Linked DNA regions of Oryctolagus cuniculus: regions 1 and 3 are each linked to region 2. Evidence: chromatin contacts called from public Hi-C data. All regions are on one chromosome and are shown on one strand. The core of a region is the stretch at or near the end of the contact, and the rest is flanking DNA. Distances in the headings are between cores, read along the strand shown.

Region 1 (4,136 bases), core at 961-3,460, 250 kb after region 2:
TCCCTCGTGTCTTGGGAAGCTTCTCCAGCAGGGGCTCTGCCTTCTCCAGGGCTCCAACTCCTACCAGACAGGTCCCTATGGCCATAATTTGTACCCTGTCACCCTGGTCCCTGTGCCGTATAATTTGATGTCTTCTCTTTGCCTCTCCAGGCTGAGTAGCGGTGACCTGTTGCTGTGGCTCATCCCAAGGTCATCTCACTGTCCCTGTTTGCCTGGCTGCTCCTCCATCAGCAAGATAAACAATTCCCCTTGTTGTACAAACCAGAAGTGTCTGTTTTCCTGTTTAGACTCAAATCATCCTTCCCAAAGGGTAGGGAGCCCAAGGAATCTCAAGGCACATTTATTACATATGTAAATTTGGAGGGAAGCAGAAAATGCTGTCAGAAATATTATGAGAAGCTAAAAGTGACTCCTACTTGAGCTATTCAAGTCTTACTAATGCAAATGTCTCTCCATCCCTACATCCCCAGGAAACAGCAGGCCTGTTCCAAAACCTCAACAAGACAATTCCCTGGTCTTTCTTCCCTCAGCTTGAGCTCATAAGCACGCTGACTTGCATGGTTTGCATCCCTCTGAGGTTAGGGTGTTCAGTTCCATCTCAGATCTACTTCCTTCTTGTGGGTAGACAGTTATAGTAATGGCTCCCAATGGAACCAGGGCTCCCGCCCCACGTCCACACTCTTGTGCCGTCCCTCCCACGCTGACTCAGAGCTTGGCCATATGACTTGCTTTTGCTGATGGGACAGTAAATGTAACACAGAGACTTGAAAAAGCTTTATGGATCGAGCCTTTCCCTCTCTCTTGCTGCGTTTGGAACCCAGCCACCATGGAAGAAGCTGAAGCCAGCCTCTGGAGACACTTGGCCCAGCTAAGAGCCAGTACAAATGGCTAGAAAAGTGAGGAAGGCCATCTCAGCCCACCCAACCCCATTTTGAACCTACAATGATTGCCGCCCAAGGAAGGACCCCAGGTGAGGTGAGCAGAATAACCGCCAAGCTGAACCCAGGCCAAATAGTGGACACACTGGGCCATGAGTGAGTAAAGTGGTGGCTGTCTTCAGGCACTAAGCATTGCAGTACGGTGGCCTGCCCCTATCCACAAGGATGCATCTCAAGACAGTCATGAGAGCCTGAAACCTGGGAGAATGCTGAACCCTTTATATTCATCTGCTACACTTCTCCCTCTACAGACTGGCACATACCTGTCATATAGTTTAATTTACAAACTAGGCACAGTAAGAGATTAACCACAAGGGCTGGTGCTGTAGCATAGTGGGTAAAGCCGTTGCCTGTAGTGCCAGAGCATCCCATGTAGGTGCCGGTTCAAGTCCTGGCTGCTCCACTTCCGAACTAGCTCTCTGCTACGGCCTGGGAAAGCAGTAGAAGATGGCCCAAGTGCTTGGATCCCTGCACCTGTGTGGGAGATGTGGAAGAAGCTCCTGGCTTCAGACTGGCCCGGCTCTAGCCTTTGCAGACATCTGGGGAGTGAACCAGCAGATGGAAGACCTCTCTCTCTCTCTGCCTCTCTGTAACTCTGCACTTCAAATAAATAAGTCTTTTTAAAAAAAAAAAAAAGAGAGATTAACCACAACAACCAATAATAAAATAGAGTAACTGTAATGATGTAATGATATACTAGAATAAAAGTTATTTAAAAGTTATGAGTTGTGTATTTCTGGAATTTTCTGTTATATTTTCAGGTAACTGAAGCTGTGCAAAGCCAAAGTCCAGATCAAGAGGGACTGCTGTGGTTTGTTATGCAGCTCCCAGAATTCTCTTTCTGTAGGGCCAGGATTGTGGTGCAGTAAGTCAAGCCCCTCCTTGTGATGCCACCGCCCCTTATCGGAGTGCCTTGAGTCTCAGCTGCTCTGCTTCCAACCCGGCTTCCTGCTGATGCACCTGAGAAACCAGCAGGAGGTAGCTCAAGTGCTTGGGCCCCTGCCACCCACGTGGGAGGCCGAGATGGCTCCTGGCTTTGGCCTGGCCCAGCCTCAACTGTTGCAGGCATTTGAAGGAGTGATCAAGATCCTCTCTCTCTCTCTCTCTTTCTCTCTCTCTGTCCCCTCTACCCTCCCCCATCTCTCTGTAACTCTGCCTTTCAAATAAATAAAATAAACCCTCTTTAAGAGAAGAAAATTCTACTTTTTCTCCTTTCCCACCCTTCGGAAGGGCGGTGCTCTCTGCCTCCCACGAAGGGAAACCCAGCCTACACTCAGAGCACGGGTCCCCTTGGCAAAGACCCCGGGGGCTGTCCCCGCACGGACTTCGCTTCAAGAGTTAATCTGCTGCAAGCAAAGTTTCCTTTAAAAGATTTTTTTTTTGGAAAAAAAATGTGGTTTTGCTTCCAAATGATGTTCCAAAACTCTCTGGCTCACCACGGAGTAATCCCTCCACTGGAAAACGCAGGCGTGCTGTTATTTTAGAATGGCACCGGGCCTCTGGCTTCTTGATTCAGCCAGGGCTGCCGATGCTGCCTCCTAGAAAACTGCAACTGCCTAGGACAGAGAGGCTGGTTCCCCGGGGGGCAGTGCAGGAAGGCGGGACCCTCTGCCTTTTTTCCATTCGACCCCTCTCTGCCAAGCTTCGTGCTCGCCCGGCCAGAGAGGGGCTCCCCTGGAACAGCTGAACTTCTAACCTGCTTAAGTAGAGGCCCATCTGCTGGCCCTGACCCTCAGGCCTCCCCCCTCCCCGCTCGTCCTAGTTGTCCTCTGGTGAAGGCTGCACGCGCGTATGTAACACTCCAAAAATGCACGGCTGGCGGGCGCAGCACTAACAAGAACGGCTGCTAGGGAGCGACCCTGTGCCTGTTTGTTCAACCTCCCTTTCTGCTGGCCCACGATTCTGGAAAGTGGCCCACTCCTCCGGGGGAAGAGGTGTCTGCAAAGCCCACCCATGGATGGCGTGTGACCTGATTCCCCCGGCTGCAGCTGTTTGTCGGGCTGGCCCATTGGTGGGGACTCAGGATCCTGGACTGGCCTGCTTGGGAGGGCCATATCTTCTGGTAACAATTGCTCTTTCCTAGAGGAAGGTGAGCTGGGCCAGGGGTCGCTCCTAGGAAGCAGAAGCTCAGGAGGCTGCCAGGGCGCTGGAAATCACTCCCCCTCCCCCCAGCAAGGAGAGGAACTGGAGCTGGGGAGTCAATGACAGGCTCAGAGCCCAGGCCAGGGGCCTCAATGTCACCTGTACCCAGCGCTCTGGCGATTCAGGGACACAGGGATTTTTAGACCTCTCCAGTCTGGGGTGGAAGAAGGTTCACGGCCCTACATGGCTTGCTTCTCCCCAGGGCGGTGGGAGTACCCCACCCCGGTCTCTCTTCTGCAGGAAGGCTTGTTGGCAGTGCATCCATCGCTCCCTCCTTTAGGCACCCTCTGTGACCTCCATGGTCTCCCATCTGGTATTCTGACCCCATGGGCCCCTGCTTCGTTTGCAGGTTTGTCTCTTTTGAGTGGACTCTGGCCTTCATCAAGAGGGACCCTGGCTTACTTACTCCTGATCCCCAACTACCAGCCCCATGCGCTTCCTTGGTAGGCACGGAGAGAAAGCTGACTGAATGGATGAACCAGCTCCCCATTTTCCATGAGTTTATCCAGAGGGTGAGTGCCTGGGCCTGGATTTGGATCCAGGATTGTCCTAGTCTGAAACCTGTGCCAACCCTAGGGCCCCACCTTCTTTCCCGAGTCAGTGACCCGGGCACACACTGAAGAACGTGAAGAAAACCATGGAGGTCAGAGGTGCAAGTGGCCTGAAACGTCATGGAAATTTACTCCATTATTTAGGGAAATGCAATCATTTGTGTGAGCTGGTAAACTAGGGGCCAACTTGAACATTTGATATAGAGTTCTTCCAGGTGATAATCATGTTGAATTTAGCTTAGCCTGTAGGCCTATGGAAGAAAGAAGACCAAGTGCAGGTGGGAGATAACTGCTCACGCAGGTAAATCCAGGGCAGGGAGTGAGCCACCTGCAGGGATGCAGGCACTGGGGAAGGCAGAGGCTCATCTAGCACAGGACAGTGATGTGGAGAGGCGCACTGGGACCCAGTGTGGGCAGAGGTTGGGTGGTGGGGAAGTACGTGCTGTCCTCAGGGCAGTGGGGTGGCATGGGCTTTCCCTGGACGTGCAGGACGGGACATGAGGAT
Region 2 (4,442 bases), core at 747-3,246:
ACCAACCAACCACAGGCTGCAATATGAAAAACTCATCTTGAACCCAGCCCTTCAAAGATTTCCAGAAGAGAGTGACTGCTATGGTAATTAAAATATTTGTAAAGAGTGCTTTACTAGTTACAAATCTCACACATACTGTTTTATTTGAACCTTATAATTTCAATTTGCCTACCAGACAACAGCACTAAGAATTTACTAGTCCCTATTTTAGAGGTATGAAGCTGGAGAAATTACCTATAAGTAATCTATCCACAGAGTCTCCCTGTAGCAACTTATTTGGTTCTACTGCATAGATCCCCAAAAGGCAGTCTACAGCATCTCAAAGTTTAATGTGCACCCCACCCCTTACACATCTAAGTACTTAAACATTTGACAATCACAGAACCTTTTGACAAAAACTTGACAATCAATCAGATAAAAAGCAAAATGTGAAAATTAAGCTTGTCAGTTTTGTATGAGCATTACAATATAGTATTTTCTAATAATCTAAAAAGATCTGCCTGCAAATCTTACTATAATGTTGTTCCCAGGGACTATATGATCACCTATGGCTGAAAAAATCAATTCCTCTGAGTAGTTCAGAAATTATTTCCTACAGAATCAAATATACACATGCATATGTTTGTATGTACATCTCAAATTCTGCCTACATGAATCATGTTACATCAGTGTTTCAAAGTACTGAGTCCTCTGTTCAAGAACATCTTTGTACTCTGTCCCTACCATGCTAAGCACTGTTTTGAATATTAAAATATACAAATGATTAAGAAAATGATACCTGCCTTCAAGCAACTAACAGCTTTTAAGTGTGATAATGACAATTAGTATCAATGCTTCCAAGAGAGTTATACTGTGCTTTAAAAACACATACTGCCCTGTTGGATCTAGCAAGGATATCCCCTGGCCTTAGCTTCGAATAATAACCTACTGAGGACCTGCACTTCTCAGACATGGAGAGGCGCCACACTGACAGGCTGATGCCTAGAACTCCAAGTTCTTAAATATGGCTAGAACACTGAAAATGAAGGAAAAGGGGTGGTCACTGTGGCACAGCACTTGTGATGATATTAACATCACCCATGGAGTTCAGGTCCGAGGCCTGGCTACCCTGTTTCCAACTCAGCTTCCTGCTAGTATGCCTGGGAGGTAGCAGTTGACAGCCCAAGTATTTGTATTCCTGCCAGCCACTCATTAGACCCAGAATCCCTGGCTCCTGGCTTCAACCTGGCCTAGACCAGGCTACTGCAGGCATCTGGACAGTGAAGCAGTGGACTAAAGAGCTCTCTATATCACTCTGCCTTTCAAATAAATAAATAAATCTCTTTTAACAAAAAAAAAAAAAAAAAAAAGAAGACAAATGGCAAATAATTCAGCTGAAGATGAAATAGTTAAGGAGGACTCCATATGCCACATGGGCTTTTTTTTTTTTTTTTTTTAAGATTTATTTATTTGAAAGTCTCAGTGATAGGGCTGGGGGCAGGGGTGGTGGTAACAGAGAGAGAAAGAGACTTTCCATTCACTGGCTCACTCCCCGAAAGGCCACAAAGCCAGATCAGGGCAAAGCCAGGATCCAGAACTCCATCCAGATTCCCACGTGGGTGGCCAGAGCCCAAGTACTTCAACCATCTTCTGCTGCCTTCCCAGGCACATTAGCAGGAAGCTGGATCGGAAGTAGAGTAGCCAGGACTAGAACCGGCGCTCTGTTATGGGATGCCGGTGTAGCAAGCAAGCTTACCCTGTTGCACTACATGACCCAACTTTTTTTTTAAGTATTTGCTATATGCCAAGTAAATGCTTTCACGCACTATCTAATTTAATCCTCACAACGACCACCTTATGATTTAGGAATAATAACCTGGCAGCAGATGGAAGAGGCAAGGAGAGACTGAGTTAATGTGACAGAAGTTTTCAGTGGCAGAGATAGAACTGCAACCTAGTTCAGATTAAATCCTCAGTGTGAGCTTGTAACTCTCCACTCTGCTGCCTCTCTTACTGAAGGCTAGGGGGAGCCATTGAAAGGGTTTTAAACCAAAGAGTGGCCTGATCAGATTTGCTCTCCAGCAATACTGCTCTCCAGCTTTGTGGGAGCTGGATAAAAGGGGCAAGCCTAGAAGCAGAAAGAGGTTGCCAATAGCTGCAGTAACCCAGGTGAGAAACCATGGAGCATGAACTGTGGCAGTGAGGGTGAAGGAGGTAGAGTCAGAAGATGTTTTAGGAGGGAAAACTATTAGTTTTAGTGAGTAAAAAGAAAGGTTTGAAGACAGGAATCCAGGATCCTGGTTTGGGGAACCATACAGGACATGGTATCATCTACCAGGAAGGGAGAAGTTTAACAGGTTTCACTCGTTCAGTAGCTACAGAGTATCCCCCAGGTGCAAAACACTTAGGCCACCAGTCAAGTCTGAAATTACAGTCCGGTTGTTACAAAGTATCCTTGAGAGCAAATGGTAAAGCATTTAAAAAGTATAAGGCATATTTAAAATTAGCCATTACTATTAACAGACTTGGCTTACAGTCCAATGAAAACATTCTGTGGTCCCATTTTTTAAAAATATAACTATGTGCAGAAAACAAATCAATAGAGGAAAGGCATCCCATAATTTTACAATGTGTTACTACAATTGAGTTAGACGAATCTTCAATCTCCTACACAACATGCACACACACAAATACCACTCTGTCATTTGTTTTGCTTGTCACTCTCCAAGTTTATGGGGGAAAATGTACCTGTTTTATCACCCAGGCTTTACTGTGTTATTGGGTTTTCTCTCATTCCTTTATCACTACTGTAACTTGCCAAGAACTTGGTTCATAACCTCCTTCTTGACTTCCTATAAAGCAAGACTTGCTCCACATGAGCTTATTTCAGCAACAATTCCTAGACCTCAGCCACACCTTTCAGCCAAGGATGCTCTCTGCAAATCCTAAAGCACAGAGGTTCTGGGAAGATGTGGCAACTTCTTACAACTCCCATTTTACTACAGAGTTAGGAAACTGGCCCAGGGGAAGTAAGTTAACTTAGAAATAATCACAGAGCCAGATGCCAAAAATAACAACTTTTAGTCAATCCATGAGAAAATACTGCCCCTAGTTGAAACAATGTGAATTTTAGTGTTAGAAGGAAGCAAATGCAAAATAATTAAGTCTTACAGGTCTTACTTCTAAAAATGACTCAATGCCAGAATTAAGATTTGTAAGAAATAAAACCATTTTTAACTTATGCCCTACCCATTTAAAGTGCCAAAGATTTAATGAATTATATCTTGCAAGAGTTGCTTCCCTACCCCCAACCATTTTATCTTATCTACTTAAAAGACACTGATAGAATCTTTGGTATAGGTTGATAGTCAACTTTTCAACAAAGCTAATTATTTGAAATCTATGCCTATCAGCATGGATTAGAACAGATCTGGGGGCTGGCGCCGCAGCTCACTAGGCTATTCCTCGGCCTTGCGGTGCTGGCACACCGGGTTCTAGTCCCGGTCGGGGCGCCGGATTCTGCCCCGGTTGCCCCTCTTCCAGGCCAGCTCTCTGCTGTGGCCAGGGAGTGCAGTGGAGGATGGCCCAAGTGCTTGGGCCCTGCACCCCATGGGAGACCAGGATAAGTACCTGGCTCCTGCCATCGGATCAGCGCGCTGGCCGCGGCGGCCATTGGAGGGTGAACCAACGGCAAAGGAAGACCTTTCTCTCTGTCTCTCTCTCTCTCACTGTCCACTCTGCCTGTCAAAAAAAAAAAAAAAAAAAATCTGGGGCCAGTGCTGTGGCATAGCAGGTGAAGCCTCTGGCTGCAGCTCCAGCATCCCATATGGACAACAGTCCCAGCCAGTGCCATCAGTCCTGGCTGCTTCACTTTCCAACCAGCTCCCTGCTTGTGGGCCTGGAAAAGCATATAACCCAAGTGCCTGGGCCCCTGCACCCACGTGGGAGATCTGGATGAAGCTCCTGGCCTCCCCTGGCCCAGCTCTGGTAGTTGTGGTCATTTGGGGAGTGAACCAGTGCATGGAAGATTTCTCTCTCTCTGCCTCTCCCTCTTTGTAACCCTGCCTTTCAAATAAATAAACCTTAAAAAAAATCTGAAATTACTGTGAGATATTTGTATCTTCTTATGAAAGTCTGTTTCCCTACAGAGCCATCTACAATACAGATGGATAAATTTAAAGCTTTAATAGTCAATATTCATAATCAAAGTTTCCCAGCCACAATTCACCCTATATATTTCTAAATATGCTGTTGCTTGATATAATTTAAAGGGGCTGTTTTATCTGGCCACCATTCAAAGGTCTTACATGATTTACAAAAACTCAAACTGTAAAAGTGCTTATTAAACATTTGTGTGCTCATCCTTAATACCTTTCATTTTTACTTTGCTTACAGTGTGCCAAGTGTGCCAAGATATTATCTTTAAAAAAAAAGGTTATGTACTAAGAGAAGGAGGACAAATA
Region 3 (4,377 bases), core at 1,015-3,514, 200 kb after region 2:
GGATGACACATGTAGAAGAGAGTACTTCAAAAAACTCAGGGAGGCAGACAGCACTATGGGTAAAGCCGCAGCCTGCAGGGCCAGCATCCCATATGGGCACCAGTTCGAGTCCCATCTGCTCCACTTCCGATCCAGCTCTCTGCTATGGCCTGGGAAAGCAGTAGAAGATGGCCCAAGTCCTTGGGCCTCTGCACCTCTGTGGAGGACCCCGAAGAAGCTCCTGGCTGCTGGCTTAGGATCGGCACAGCTCCGGCCATTGCAGCCAATTGGGGAATAAACCAGTGGATGGAAGACCTCTCTCTCTCTCTGTCTGCCCGTCCTTCTCTCTCTGTGTAACCCTTTCAAATGAATAAATAAATCTTTTTAAAAAATCAGAGAGAAATGGAATTAAAAGATAAGCTCATATTGGTGCAAAGAATTTCTAAAATTCCTGCATTTTTTTCATAATACACATTTTCTTGAACTTTTTGAAGATCCCTTCAGATTCCCAAAATTTTTTGCAACAACAATTTTTAAAGATTGATTGGTTGATTTGAAAGGCAGAGAGAGAGAGAGAAGAGCAGAGAGAGAGATCTTTCATCCACTGGTTTACTCCTCAAATGACCACAGCAGCTAGGCTGAAGCCAGGGGCCAGAAGCTTCCTCCAGGTCTCCCACATGGATGCAGGGGCCCAAGCACTTTGGCCATCCTCTGCTGCTTTCTCAGACGCATTAGCACGGAGCAGGATCAATAGTGGGTTAGCTAGGACTTGAACTGGGATCCACGTGGGATGCCAGTTCTGCAGGCGGTAGCTTAACCCGCTGTGCCTCAGCACCAGCCCCCAATTTCATGTTTCACACAAAATTTCTGCAGTATCCTCTTACTAGTTTCCTAGGGCTGTTACACGGAGAGGCTTAAAACAATAGGAATTCCTTGTCTCCCCATTCTGGAGACCAGATGTCCAAACCACGATGTAGGGCCCACCACGGTTCTTCTGGACATCTGGGAGAACAGGACTGGCCTCTTCCAGCTCCCAGAGGCTCCAGGCCATTCTTGATTTGAGGCTGCACATTCCAATCTCTGAGGACCCTCTCTCCAAATAAGGTCATGTTCTCAGGTTCTGGAAGCTAGGTCATAAGCATCTTTTTGCTTTTTAATTGTAAAAAAAACCCAACAATTTATTTTACTTGTTCGAAAGGCAGAGTTTGAGAAAGAAAGAGAGAGAGAGAGAGAGAGAGAGAGGTCTTCCATCCACTGGTTCACTACCCAATTGGCCAAAAAGGCTGAAGCTGGACAAGGCTGGAGCTGTGACCCCGGAGCTTCATCTGGGTCTCCCATGTGAGTGGCAGGGCCCAAGCACTTGGGCCATCTTCCACTGCTTTCCCAGGATGTTATAGGGAACTGGATCAGAAGTGGAGCAGCCAGGACTTGAACTGGCGTCCACATGGAATGCCAGCATTGCAGGCAGTGGCTGAACCTGCTGTGCTACAATGTAGGTCACAATTTTTATTTATTTATTTGAAAGGCAGAGAGAGAGAGAGAGAGAAAGAGAGCAAGAGAGAGCTCCCATCTGCTGGTTCATTCTCCAAATGCCTATAACAGCCAGGGCTGGACCAAGCTGAAGCCAGAAGCCTGGAACTCAATCCAGGTCTCCCTCTTGAGTGACAGAGACTGTAGCCATCACCTGCTGCCTCCCAGAGGGAGTGAGAGCAGGCAGAAGTCCCCACAGCCACCAGAAACTGGAGAGGCGGGGAAGGACTATTCCTGGAGCCTGTGGACAGAGCGCAGCCCACACCTCGATTCCAGACTTTTGAGAATAATTTTCTGCTGTTTTAAGGCACAAAGCTTGTGGTCATTTGCCTTGGCAGCCCTAGGAAACTACTGAACATTAACAATGCGCATGACATGCTCTTAACGTTGATAGCAAGGAACAGGCGAGTAATGAGGTGCACGGAGCAGAGTCTGGGCACTCTGTAGTGGTAACTGCTCTTGTTCTAAAAAGAGGAGCCGGTGGCCTGGCTCTCACTGCTCTGCCATCTTCCTGCAGCGGTGCCGCCAGGGACCACGCTGTTGTGACCTTGGAAATGAGTTTGCTAATCCCTCCACCTGTTCTCTCTGGCATGCTAGAGTACCCTCAGGGAGCCAGCGGGCTTCAGAGCTGCTGTCTCTTGATACTGATCATGCAATAAACATGGCAGGCTGGGTAGTCAGCCAGAGAGAAGTCCTTTGGCCATTATAAGCATGATCTAATGCACTGATCACCTTGCCTGCCGACGGTGGCCAAGTAGGCTTGTGACTGGCCAGTCCCCAAAACAAGTGAACCCCTGTTACAAAGGATCCTGCCACATGGCTTCAGCTGTCCTGAAGACTGGCTTAAGTCTCAGTCCCTGGAATGTAATAATGACATAGAACTCGTGTCCTTGAGTTTATCACAACTTTCCCACCTCACCCTTTCTTAGAAATATGCGAATAAAATAACTCCACTTGCAAACCATGAGCCTTCAGAAAGGACTAGGTATCTTTCTTTACCCCCAAGGCGATGCTAACAGGAGGTTTTCTGGCTCAACTAAAAACTTGAAGGACTTTCAGTACGGAAGCACCCTAAGCCCTTGGGCCATATCCCAACCAACCCAACTGGTCATGAAAGACCTTGACCTCCAGGCTCCGGAGCTCTTGCCACGTAGGCTCCCTGCTCCTGCTCATCCCCAGCAAGGGCTTTTGCTCTACTGCATCTCTTCCCACCCCCACGTGAGCTGAGTCTCAGCAGCTTCTTCCCTCCATCCCCCAGAGGAAGCCCAAGTCCCTTAGCCTCAGTGCGAGCCCCGCCCCCTTTTACCTTGTTTGGCACAGAACTCAAGGTTTCCTCGTGTAGCCCTTCCCATTGCAGAATGGAATTTCCTTTTGCACAGATAAAAGCTCAAGTCAGTGCTTTTTTTTTTTTTCTCTCTACCAGAAAGCCTTGGCCCCCGTAGACCAGTTAGGTTTCCATTTTTAGAAACACAAAGAATTGGCAGAAGCTTTGAAATTGCAGTTCTTCCATAAAGATCCCACTCTCAGGCCGAATCAGAATCCACACACTGAATTCCCCACCCTTCAGTTCCATCACAGACCCAGTTATCTCCATGCCCACAGCGACCTTGACCTTCACAGAGCAGAAGTTCTACTTCCTCTTCCTTAATCAGCACTGGGTGACTTTGGGCTAGAAGATTTCACCTGCCTGAGAGTCATGCTCCCTGTCTAGAAAATGGGATTAGTAATACCTTTCACACAGGGATATTGTGATAATATATTTATTTATTTGAAAGGCAGAGTTACAGAGAGAGAGAAGGAGAGGCAGAGAGAGAGAGAGAGAGAGAGAGAGAGAGAGCGGTTTTCCATCCACTGGTTCACTCCCCAGTTAGCCTCAATGGCCAGAGCTGTGCTGATCCGAAGCCGGGGACCAGGAGCCTCCTCTGGGGCTCCCACGTGGGTGCAGGGGCCAAAGGACTTGGGCCATCTTCTACTGCTTTCCCAGGCTGTAGCAGAGAGCTGGATTGGAAGTGGGGTAGCCAGGACTCGAACCAATGCCCATATGGGATGCCGGCACTGCAGTTGGCAGCTTTACGCACTATGCCACAGCACCGGCCCAAGAAAATATTTTAACTTAAGAAAACTGTCCATCAGGGTGCATGGTACACACAAAAAATATTCAATAAATTCCAGGCTCTTCTACTTTCTATCACTAGATGATTAAATAGTCATTTGCTTTGCTGTATTATACAAGTATTGTAATAGAGTACTATGGATTATATGAAGGATCAGAAACTCGAGAACAAAGACACACAGAGCCCCTTGCAAGGGAACCCAAGTGCTGAGTTTTATGGACTAGCCTCTTAGCTATGTATTTGCATATTTCTAGATTTATTTCTTTGTGATTAATTCCCAGTTGTGGAATTGGCAGTCAAGGGATAAATAAATTTTTAGAATTGTGGCTACACATTGCCAAATTGCCCTATGGAAAATCTGTTCCAGCTTATGTCTCCCACAGCGGTGTGTCAAAGAGCCTGTTTCTTGGAATTCTGAGTTTTTCTTAAAATTTATTAATTTGATGGATGAAAAGCGCTATCTCATACTGGTTGTACAACTGTTTTTCAAACTTGGAAAGCAAAGATTCACCAAGTCCAACTTATTTCTTTTAAAAGTGTGGATCCCAAGGCTCAGCGAGATTAAGTGACTTGGCCAATTCATCTAATTAGTAAGACGGCCGAAATCCATATCCTCAGTTTCCTAACCCTGGAATTCTTTCCATGCTACCACTCCAGGGAGGGAGAGTGAGCCCACAGATGAACTACTCACCTACTTAACAACAACATCCCATTAGACCTTCGGGGAAAGGTGTTGAAGAGGAAAGAGCTTTAA

The links. Hi-C and Micro-C count contacts between places; a contact is called where the count stands out from the background.
Region 1: a Hi-C map of an unstated tissue shows a contact between it and region 2, with 8 times the contacts expected there. The contact joins two enhancer-like sites. A contact is called at or near these places in 5 of 6 Hi-C or Micro-C datasets (ear pinna, embryonic fibroblasts, psoas muscle and 2 more).
Region 3: a Hi-C map of an unstated tissue shows a contact between it and region 2, with 4 times the contacts expected there. The contact joins two enhancer-like sites. A contact is called at or near these places in 4 of 6 Hi-C or Micro-C datasets (ear pinna, embryonic fibroblasts, skin fibroblasts and 1 more).

What each region holds. Positions count from the first base shown.
Region 1 is chr2:21,036,240-21,040,375 of mOryCun1.1, reverse strand. All of the region lies in intron 1 of LOC127490216 (a long non-coding RNA gene), which reads right to left. Among named protein-coding and RNA genes, the nearest start is that of SMIM20, 100 kb to the right of the region's middle. Within about 2 kb of position 2,210, at least 2 of the 8 cell types and tissues checked have an H3K27ac peak or open chromatin away from gene starts, as enhancers often do.
Region 2 is chr2:21,283,160-21,287,601 of mOryCun1.1, reverse strand. All of the region lies in intron 2 of RBPJ (recombination signal binding protein for immunoglobulin kappa J region), which reads right to left. Among named protein-coding and RNA genes, the nearest start is that of RBPJ, 130 kb to the right of the region's middle. Within about 2 kb of position 1,996, at least 1 of the 8 cell types and tissues checked has an H3K27ac peak or open chromatin away from gene starts, as enhancers often do.
Region 3 is chr2:21,088,113-21,092,489 of mOryCun1.1, reverse strand. No RefSeq gene overlaps it. Among named protein-coding and RNA genes, the nearest start is that of RBPJ, 64 kb to the left of the region's middle. Within about 2 kb of position 2,264, at least 1 of the 8 cell types and tissues checked has an H3K27ac peak or open chromatin away from gene starts, as enhancers often do.